Linked DNA regions of Mus musculus: region 2 is linked to region 1. A link is a contact called in public promoter capture Hi-C data. All regions are on one chromosome and are shown on one strand. Each heading gives the region's core, a stretch centred on a gene start, on an enhancer-like site or on the middle of the called end of the contact. The rest is flanking DNA. Distances are from core to core; before and after follow the strand shown. Region 1 overlaps Pip5k1c (phosphatidylinositol-4-phosphate 5-kinase, type 1 gamma). Region 2 overlaps Nfic (nuclear factor I/C).

Region 1 (4,609 bases), core at 109-2,608:
CCAGGGGCTCTCTCCAAGCTCGAGAGAGAAAACTCAGCTTCCTGAACAACAACAAACAGGTCCAGAAGGCGGCCGGCCACATCACCATGCTCCTGAGTCTGTCACCCTGGAACCACTGCGGAGCTGGGGACACCTGTGGGCATGCAGCAGATTTGTGTGGTTTACTGATCTTTCTGCTATAGCCAATTTAAGGGACTTTAGGGTCGTCTGAGTGATCTAGTCCCATGTCAAGAACAACCTGACCTACGTGGGCCTCTGAAACCTTGCACCGGAAACAAACTGCTGAGGGACTGGATACTATGCATTCCAGAGACACTGCAGGGCACGCACCGCACCCTGGCCTCTTCAGAACTGCAGAAAGAGAAAGAAAGTACAAGAGATGGAGGAGACAGAGTAAGACTTGGAGGCCGAGATGGAGGGGGGGGGGAGGAGGAGGAGGAAGAGGGGGAGGAGATGGAGATGGAGGAGGACGTGGAGGAAGAAGGAAGGGGCAGAGGAGGAAGGGGAAGAGAAAGACTATCTCAAGTAAGGGAAGGGGTCAGCCCTGGTTGTGTATATCCATCATCCCAGAACCCAGGAGGACAAGAGGAGGCAGAGGTCACGAAGGCTACACAGCATCACTGCAGCAACACCAACAGCAATGCTGGGCTGTGGCAGGCTGGTCATCCCTGCACAGGGAAGTATAGGTAGTGGAACCAGGAGACAATCTATGCCATACAATTAAGAAGGGCCACCCTCAGCGACATAGTGTCTCCTAAGGCAGCTGCGGGGTGCCCGTAGATGACCACCTTGCCCTGGTAAGCAGGATGCCACATGGCTGTGCGCACTCTGTCATGCACTTGCAAAAAACTGGATCCTAGCAGCTGCTGAAGTCGGCACTCTGGGACACAATGGGACAGGCCACAGAAAGAATCTGCCAAGTCCTGGAAGAGCAACAGCTCCCGCTCTCTGTGGGTTAATCTTTATCGCACGCCAGGGATAGCAGGCCAGCACTGGACCCTTGGACTCCATGGCCCCAGAGTGTTGTCCCAATGCACCAGAGCTGACCCAACAGCTCAGAAAGGCAGAAATGAAGAACTCAGGCATGGTGCCTCACAACCGCCATCCCAGCACCCGAGATGACGAGGCAGGGCTGACGAGGTTCAGGCCAGCCTGGGCTACAGAGGAAGACGGCGCCTCCTGTGGTGTGTGGGCAACAGGAGGGTGTTGAAACAGGGTCTCACCCACCCGGCCTGCACAGATGCCTGCCCCCAGAACCTCAGTTAATGTTCTCAAGAAAACCTGTGTCAGTGGTGGGTGGAGCGCTGAGTGCTGAGAGGCCTGGAAGCCAGACCACAGCCTGGATCATGGGATGGACTGTGGGAGAAACAGGACCAAGGTCCAATGCTGCCTGGGGTGCGGAGGCTCCCAGTCCAAATCACCCATTCCCCAGAGGTCCTTGCATTTCTGATAACTCCTTCCACCAGGGTGTTCCGTTCTGGCCTAGGCAGAGCCTACATATGACTGGGCCGTCCCAGGTGCCTGGGCCACGCATGCTGCCCCTTCATGGCCCAAGCCAGCATGTCTGCTCACAGTACCTTTGCACAGCTGGTTCCATTCCTGGCTCTGGCAGCCAACACTTCTGTGCTGGCGGCTGCTATCACTTAGGGCTCAGGGACAACAGACCAACATGGCCCTTCCTTCCTGTCCAGTCCCTTTCTCCTGTGACTGTTCACTCTGCCCACCTATCCTCTAAACCTCAGTCCAGCATGAACATGGCAGAAGTCAGGGCCACCCCTCACTGGCATCACTGGTTCCCCTCAGGGACACTCAGAGGGGATGGCCCTGCCCATACAAAACGCTGACTTTGAGGTCATTTAGAGGCACAGCTCATGCAACACACACAACTCCTGGACTCCCTGCTCCCGGCAGCCCTCCTCTGTCATCCTCGCTCTCAGGAGTCTGAGACAGGAGGATTGGGAGTTTGAGGCCTGCCTGAGCTATGCAGGGATACCCTGTCTAAGACATAAAGACAGTGGACAGTCACAGTGATGGGCTGGGGAGATGGCTAGATAGTTAAAGCACTGGCTGCTCTTTCAGAGGGGCCTGGGTTCAATGTCTAACATCCACACGATGGCTAGCAACCACCTGTATCTTTGGTTCCAGGGGATCTGGCACACCACATACTGGCACCACGGTAACTATGCCTTCCTTATGCCTACTGTGCCTGTGCTCAGAAGAGAGGCCACATGAGCCAGAGAAAGGGCTCAGTGGGTGAAGGTGCTTGCTACCAAGCTGGATGGTCTGCGTTCAAACCTGAGGACCACATGGTAGAAAGAGAAAAGTGATTCTGGCAAGGTGACCACTGACCTTACCACCCTCAGGGCACCACCCACACATCCATAAGACAGACATATACGTAACATTAAGGACTAAAAACAGCCACTAAAGTCAGTGAAGCTAGTCACAGGAAGCCACCTGCAGCCGGCAGGGAAGGAGAAGTACTGGTGGCTGTGGGCGAGCCTGGCTTGTCCCCAGTCAGACACACGGTTTCTCTGTGACTCAGCGAGTCCACCCTCAGGCAGTCACCAGGGGAAGTGAAAAGCCCAATCCACCCAAATTCTGTGCACAGTCCCTGTGGGACTTTCCGAAAGCAACCAACACAAGGAAACATGGACATCTGTCCACGGAGGAACAGCACACCAGGGCGTCTTGTCCCCATTTGGAGTATTACTCAGCCATGAACAGGAGTGAGGCTCTTACAAGCCCAAACTGTGGAGGGACACGAAGGACATGGGACTCGGTGAGGGACCATGACACAAAGGCCACATCCTGTGGGCTCCCAGACAGGGAGTGGACTCGTGTGTGCCAGGAGGTGCTGAGAAATGGGTGGGGTGTTGGAAGGTTCTGGAATGAGACTATGCGGTTTTGATACAGTGCCACTGAGGCCAGCGGGGGAAGGTGCAAAGGCCTGAGAACCCACGCCCAGTGCCCAGAGCCCACATAAAGGCAGAGGAGAGGAGGGACTGCAGCTCATGCCTTGAAACATGCAGAGTTGGCTGTAGTGCCGACTGATGGACAGACAGACGGATGGCGGGGTGATGACTGAGTGCAACACAAGCTTCGACTCCACACCTGAGTGCTGCAGCTGTGGGTGTGAACTCCACCTAGACTTCAGAGAGGCTGAATAAAGCCAGCAGCCTCTCTCACACATCTCCAACAGCTTTAATGCGGCAGGTGGGTGACCTGGAAGCACCCAGAGACAACCATTTGGAGCCGCCTGACTGGGCAGGCCTGGGCTCTGTGCAGGGCTGGGCAGGGCAGCACTTCCTCCCCTCAGCCCGTCACTGTCCCGGGAACACTCGTCACCTCTTTGGAACTAGAGAGGAAAGGAAGTCACGAGGTGGTGGCGGTTGAGAGAGGTGGGGGCAGCCATACACACTGCAGGCCCTCAGGAGCTGCTGGAGGCCAGCAGTGCAGGAGTCTGGCAGGGCGGAGGGGTGGGGTACGACCCCACTGCCCTTGTTTTCCAGGGTGACTGTCCCTCCTACCCATCACACAAGACAAACCCTGTGCTTCCCTGTCGGTCAGCTCTGGGAGGTAAACAGGAAGCCAGGCCAGGCCGGGCCGGGCCATCAGGCCACCCACAGTCCTACAGGTCCTCAAGTAGCCAGACACTGTTCAGTGCCAGTGGTAAGAGAGGAGAAGGCTCCAGAGTCTGTCCCAAAGAGCTGAACGTCAGGCAAGGCGACCCCACCGAAGTCTCAGGCAGAGGGCCCCACTGTGCCCCACCAGGACACATGACCCAGAGGTTGTGACCCCCAAAAGCACATTGCCTACTGCACAGAATTCCTGGTTAGTTTTCTTGTGTCCCCAGCCTGGCTACGAGAAACTCCCAACCCCCAGCTCAGAAAACAACAGGCAAAAAGGCGGGATGGGCTGAGGCTGAGTGGACAGGGTACTCTCCCAGCATGCAACCAGGATCTGAGCACCATCCTAAACGTCACGTCACGTGACCCGGGCACACAGCTGGTGACAGGTACCCCAGCACTCAGGAGATGAAGGAAAGAGAACTGGTAGTTTCAGATCTATGCTAAACAGTGAGTTTGAGGCCAGCTGGGCTACATAAGGCAATAACAAAAATAAAAGGTGGGGACACAGAAGATTAAGAAACTGGAGAATTTCTGACTATGATGTCAAACCAGGAAGCTGTTAACAGTCAGATGGACACTCTTGACAACAGAAGAACTAAAATTTGCTGATGATTAGTAGTTGCCAGAAGAGCAGTGTGACGCAAGGGGTGTCACAGGTGAAAGGGAAGGGTCTACAATATACAAAGAGCTCCTACAAACCAACAAAAGACTGCACAACTAGAAACAGAAAAGATAGTTTCCAGAACATGAGGCCCAAGTTGTGTTTAGCATAGGACCAAAGGCAGCTGCATCCAAGGTGAGTAAGAAAAATGACCAGGGAGCTCAAACGGGAGCAGGCGATGGTGAAAGGGCCACAGTGGCAAAAAATTTCCAAAACAAACAAAAACCAGTTCACAGAATCAGCTGTGGTGGCCGCAGCTGAGCTCCTGCAACCCAGCCTGCCCACTGAGCCCACCGGTCCCCTCATCCCAGGAGGC
Region 2 (4,370 bases), core at 158-2,657, 100 kb before region 1:
GGGGGGTGGGGGGGTGGGGAAGAGGGGCCGGCCTGGGGGGTCAGGGACAGCAGGCCTGCTGGCCACAGCCCTGGCAGGGACTCATAGGAAGCCAGCCTCTCGCTCCCACCACCCCGGGCCTTGAGCCCCACCCCCCTGGGTGTGTTGTCTCCCTCCACCCCATCTGCCACTCTATAGCTCCCAACCCGGCAGAGCACCCAGGGTGGGGTGCATTTCTCTAGTTGGGGAACTGGGGCTCAGAGAGGAGAGGCAGCCAGCCCAGAGTCACACAGTACACTGCAGGCCAGGACTTCTCCGTGCTCTCCAGCCTCCTCTCCAAAGAGGCAGAGCAGAAAGGTAGGATGACTGGGAGGCAGAGCGCAGAGCAGGAAGAGAAGGAAGCTAGTGTTCCAGAAGAGGCTTAGAGAGGGAAGGCAAGTTGCCTGTGGATGCATAGCGGTGGGACACGGCAAGGGGTGGTCACCTCTGTCTTCACATTGATCAGAGGTTGCCTTGGGACCCTCTATAGCTGTCCAGGTTCCTCTCAGTGGCTCAAGAAGCCTTGACTGTGACTGAGGCCAGGGCCCAGGTGGGCTGTCTCTTTTTCAGCCTTCATTGTGGGAGCCTCCCAAGCCCAGCCCCACCCCCACCTCCACCCCCACCCCACTCCCCATCCCTGTATGGCCAGCACCCTCACCCTGCTGGGAATGTTCTAGACCCACATACACGCCTCACTCCTTCCTCTCCGCCCTTGCCTCTCCCCCCAGCCCTCCCTCCCACGAAACCAGAATCCATTCCTGACAAACTGAGGCAGGTGACCTTGGGATTTAGAATCAGGGAGTTTTTAGTCGGTATATCTGAGGCTCCCTAGGCCTCCTCTGGGTCAGGGTTTCTGAGGCCAGGCCATCTGCCATTGTCAGCTGAAGACAACACAGTGACCCAGTGACCGGGTCTGCTCCGTGGAGGACCAAGCAATGTTGTGGGCTAAGCAAGGGGAAGCTGGCCTCAGAATGCTGGCCTCATCCCCGGCCATACTAGGGAGCCACAGAAGGTTTTAGGGGGAAGGAGAATAGATAGGGTGGAGTGAGGAGGAGTTGTGGAGTGGACAAGATCTGCACCCCCACCAGGGAAATCAGGAGGCTGCAGTGTGGGCTCTCCCCTCCCCCAGCCCCCACATCAGCTCTGGGCCTCTGCTCATTCCGCCCAGTCAGCACTTCCTGGCTGGCTACATTGTTATTCCTGGCTTGGCCTCCCTGCTGCCGGGTTCCCCGGTTTGTTCTCTCCCCCTCCCCCAAGGCCCCTCATACCCACGCACACAAATACCCCCGGGGGTCTGAGGCTCCAGCCCCCTCTCGCTGCCTAGGATGCTAGCACCGCGGTCCAGCACACTGCGGGGTCACACCCCACCCTGTCTGGTTGCCAACGGAAACCAGACATGAGCTAAGGGACTCAGGAGCTTGAACTTGGCTGAGGGTGGGGCCGAGAGAGAGGCACTACAGGCCCCGCCTACTTTGCAGGCAGCCCCACCCCTGCCTTTGCGCACCACGCTACCCCACCCCCGCCCTATCCACTCTCAGGCACCAGGCTAGACAGGACTCCCAGGACAGTGCTCCACTGACACCCCAGGAGTCTTGGAGACGAACCGGACTGGGACATGTCCAAGCTGGTCTTGTCCACTCTCTGAGGCCAGCCAGGAACTTTCTAGCTGGGACAAGGGCATGATTGTTGAAAAGGCAGGCCAGTGTGGTGGTGCCGGCCATCATCCTGCCACTAGGGAAACTGGGGCAGGAGGATGAAAGGCTCAAGGCCATCCCAGCTACACAGTGAGTTCTAGGCTAGCCTGGTTTACTACTGAACCATGATCAGCGCTGCCCACACACGTGCTTTCTCAGGCTTAGGGCCGGAGTCCAGTTAGCAAAGAGGGTCCTCAGATGCCCACAGACTTAATATATTCAGGCCAGTCCCAAACGTCACGTGGAATGTAATCACATGTCTCTGACATCATGCAGGATATACTTAAACTAAGTATCACGTGGGACAGACAACACCAACAGGAAAGGGGCATGTCTGCCGTTTTGCCGCCCGTTTTTTTGCCGGCCTCCTCTGTTTTGCCAGGCAGCCTTGTGCAGAGGTGAAGGGAGGACATAGGCCACTATCACACCTGGAATTATGGTCTGGGATTAAGGAGTCCATGTGTTGTGGGGGAGGGGAAGAGACTGCTGCTTTCCTGACACCCAATTTCTCTGTCTCCATCTCTCTGCCGACCATGCAGTCCTGGTACCTGGGGTAGCCGAGGTTGCCTTCCCATCCCTCCTTCATCACCGGTGGAGTCCCAGGGTGACAGTCCCAGCCTGCATTTTTGGTGGAAAATTAGATGGAGTGAGAAGCCCCCTGCGGACTCCCAGCTGGATGGAAAAGACAGGAGGAGAAAAGGACAAAGACAAACAGGAAAAAAAAAACAAACCCTTCCCAACCAAGATGACAACAGATGGGAGCTGTGGGTCTCTGGCACCTGCTGCTGATGGACGGCTGCCTGCAGCCCTTCTGCGCCCTGAGGGCTCTGCCATCACCCACAGACCAGGCAATCCTGGCCTGGTACCTGCGCCCAGCACCAACAGATGGGCAGAATGGACGGGGTGGGCCACCCAGCCAGGCCACCTCTCCCCAGACCCCTGCTGCCAGCCACCAGCGCCAGCCTCGGGGACCTCCGGCCGTCCCTACCGACAGTGTTTGCCAAAGACAGGAGGCTGGAGGTGGACAGACCGCACGGTGGGCAGAAGAGGCTCGAGGGAGCCGCCCAGCGCTGGCCCTGCTGGGGACAGACATGCCATACAGGTACTTTGGGACCCCTGGGAGGGTCCTACGTCCAGCCTCCATCTCGGTCCTCTGGCCCCTTCTCCTTGCGGACCTCATTTGGAAGGACACATCTCTCTATGCAATTTGTCCCCACCCCACCCCGGCATGAGAGGCCACGCAGCTCCCGACCCTCCGGCCTCCTCTCGCACATGGAAGGTATCAGCACTTTGAGAAACAGAGGTGGGGGAACCGGGGGCCCCCCACGCCGAGGTTCCTGGAGGCGGGAGGTGCCGCGATCTAAGTGCCTAGCCCTTCCACCCACCCGCCGTCCACCTCGTCCATCGGGGACACAGAGTGGCCAGGGCACCCCACCCTTGTCTCCGTGTACCCTAGCTCCCCATCACTGCGCGCCCTCCAAGCTAGAGAGATGGGACCCCAGGGGGGGTTAGAGCTGGGTGTCCCGAAAACCCAGGCTGGGGCTATGCGCCGTCCCCCTACACTTCTGCCAGTGCCTTACTTCCTGGAGACCCACCCTGGGGTACCCCACTGCAGGGGGGTACCCCCTTTGCACTTTGACCCTCCTGATGACGTGGGGCCCAGCACAGGGACCAAGAAGGCTGGTGGAAGTGCACTCAGACCCCAGGTGGGAGGGCTCTGGGAGTGATGGGGTGACAGGGTGGACTGATGGCTGGGGTCCCCCATCTGCTATGCGTACTTCACTGACCTATAAACACTAAGATGGGGTGCAAGGGCCCAGCCCCAGCTCCACAGCCCCCATATGCACCCACCCTGTCGCTATCTTGGATGGCCCGCTCTGGGAGATGTTGGGTGTTTTAAGGTTACTGAACCTACAAAGGCCCCTCCTCCCTGACCACCCATCTTGGCCCGTCATACCTAGCGCTGTCATGTCCCCTCCCCGCAGAGGCCGCAGGCCATCACCCCAGCAGAGCCCCCAGGGCCAGGCCCCACCCACCTGCCACCTGTCCTCCCTGGGACACTTGTAAGTACAAAGCTCCCCAGCCTTTGAGGCCTCAACCCCCCACCATCTGTCTGTCCTCAGGGACCCTCCAGTAGGGGGACCATTGGGGACATCACAGAAGCCACTGTCCAGATGGGGCTCAGGCCAGTGGGTGTGGGATGGGCCATCTGCAGGATAGACCTGGCAAGTCCCCTCTGATACCCCCAAGCCAGCCAGCCGGGTCCCCCAGGGGTCAGGACAGAACCAACTATTTACCTAACTGCATGGTGCTTAAGGCCCCGCGACACCCAAGAGCCCCCTCCCCTGCCGGGCTGCTGTGTGCATGACAGGTCCACCTACCTGCCCACTTCCCTCACCGCCTCTATTAAAAAAGGAAAGAAAAAAAAAGGATACACAAAATATATATATAAATATATATATATATCCTTACCAAAAAAAAAAAAATCCATTATTTCCAAATTTGCACGAACTTTTTACCACAACATGTGCCTTGCTCTCCCGAGGACAAGTATTAACTTTTAAATAATATCCGCGCACACAGACGCATGCCCTGCACGCATAGTTACAAACAGACAAATGATTACATGAAATAAAAAATAAAATCCAAAAGGGTGGT

Evidence for each region. Capture Hi-C pulls out chosen DNA fragments and counts their contacts.
Region 2: a contact with region 1 is called in a promoter capture Hi-C map of liver. The contact joins two enhancer-like sites. A contact is called at or near these places in 5 of 39 promoter capture datasets (cranial neural crest, neural stem cells, neutrophils and 2 more), 1 of 15 datasets of contacts at CTCF or cohesin (embryonic stem cells), 2 of 484 Hi-C or Micro-C datasets (B cells and the N1E-115 cell line), 9 of 115 datasets of contacts at active chromatin or transcription factors (the HPC-7 cell line, the SCID.adh cell line, embryonic stem cells and 3 more) and 4 of 9 other capture datasets (adipose tissue, embryonic stem cells, liver and 1 more).

The regions. Positions count from the first base shown.
Region 1 is chr10:81,296,835-81,301,443 of GRCm38.p6, reverse strand. The region is part of intron 1 of Pip5k1c (phosphatidylinositol-4-phosphate 5-kinase, type 1 gamma); the gene reads right to left. Among named protein-coding and RNA genes, the nearest start is that of Gm16315, 5.1 kb to the left of the region's middle. Within about 2 kb of position 1,358, at least 25 of the 459 cell types and tissues checked have an H3K27ac peak or open chromatin away from gene starts, as enhancers often do. A contact at or near this core is called in liver, where this site is marked.
Region 2 is chr10:81,398,953-81,403,322 of GRCm38.p6, reverse strand. It overlaps Nfic (nuclear factor I/C), which reads left to right. Exons shown (of 10, transcript NM_008688.3): 10 at 2,252-4,370. Among named protein-coding and RNA genes, the nearest start is that of Smim24, 8.1 kb to the right of the region's middle. Within about 2 kb of position 1,407, at least 199 of the 459 cell types and tissues checked have an H3K27ac peak or open chromatin away from gene starts, as enhancers often do. A contact at or near this core is called in liver, where this site is marked.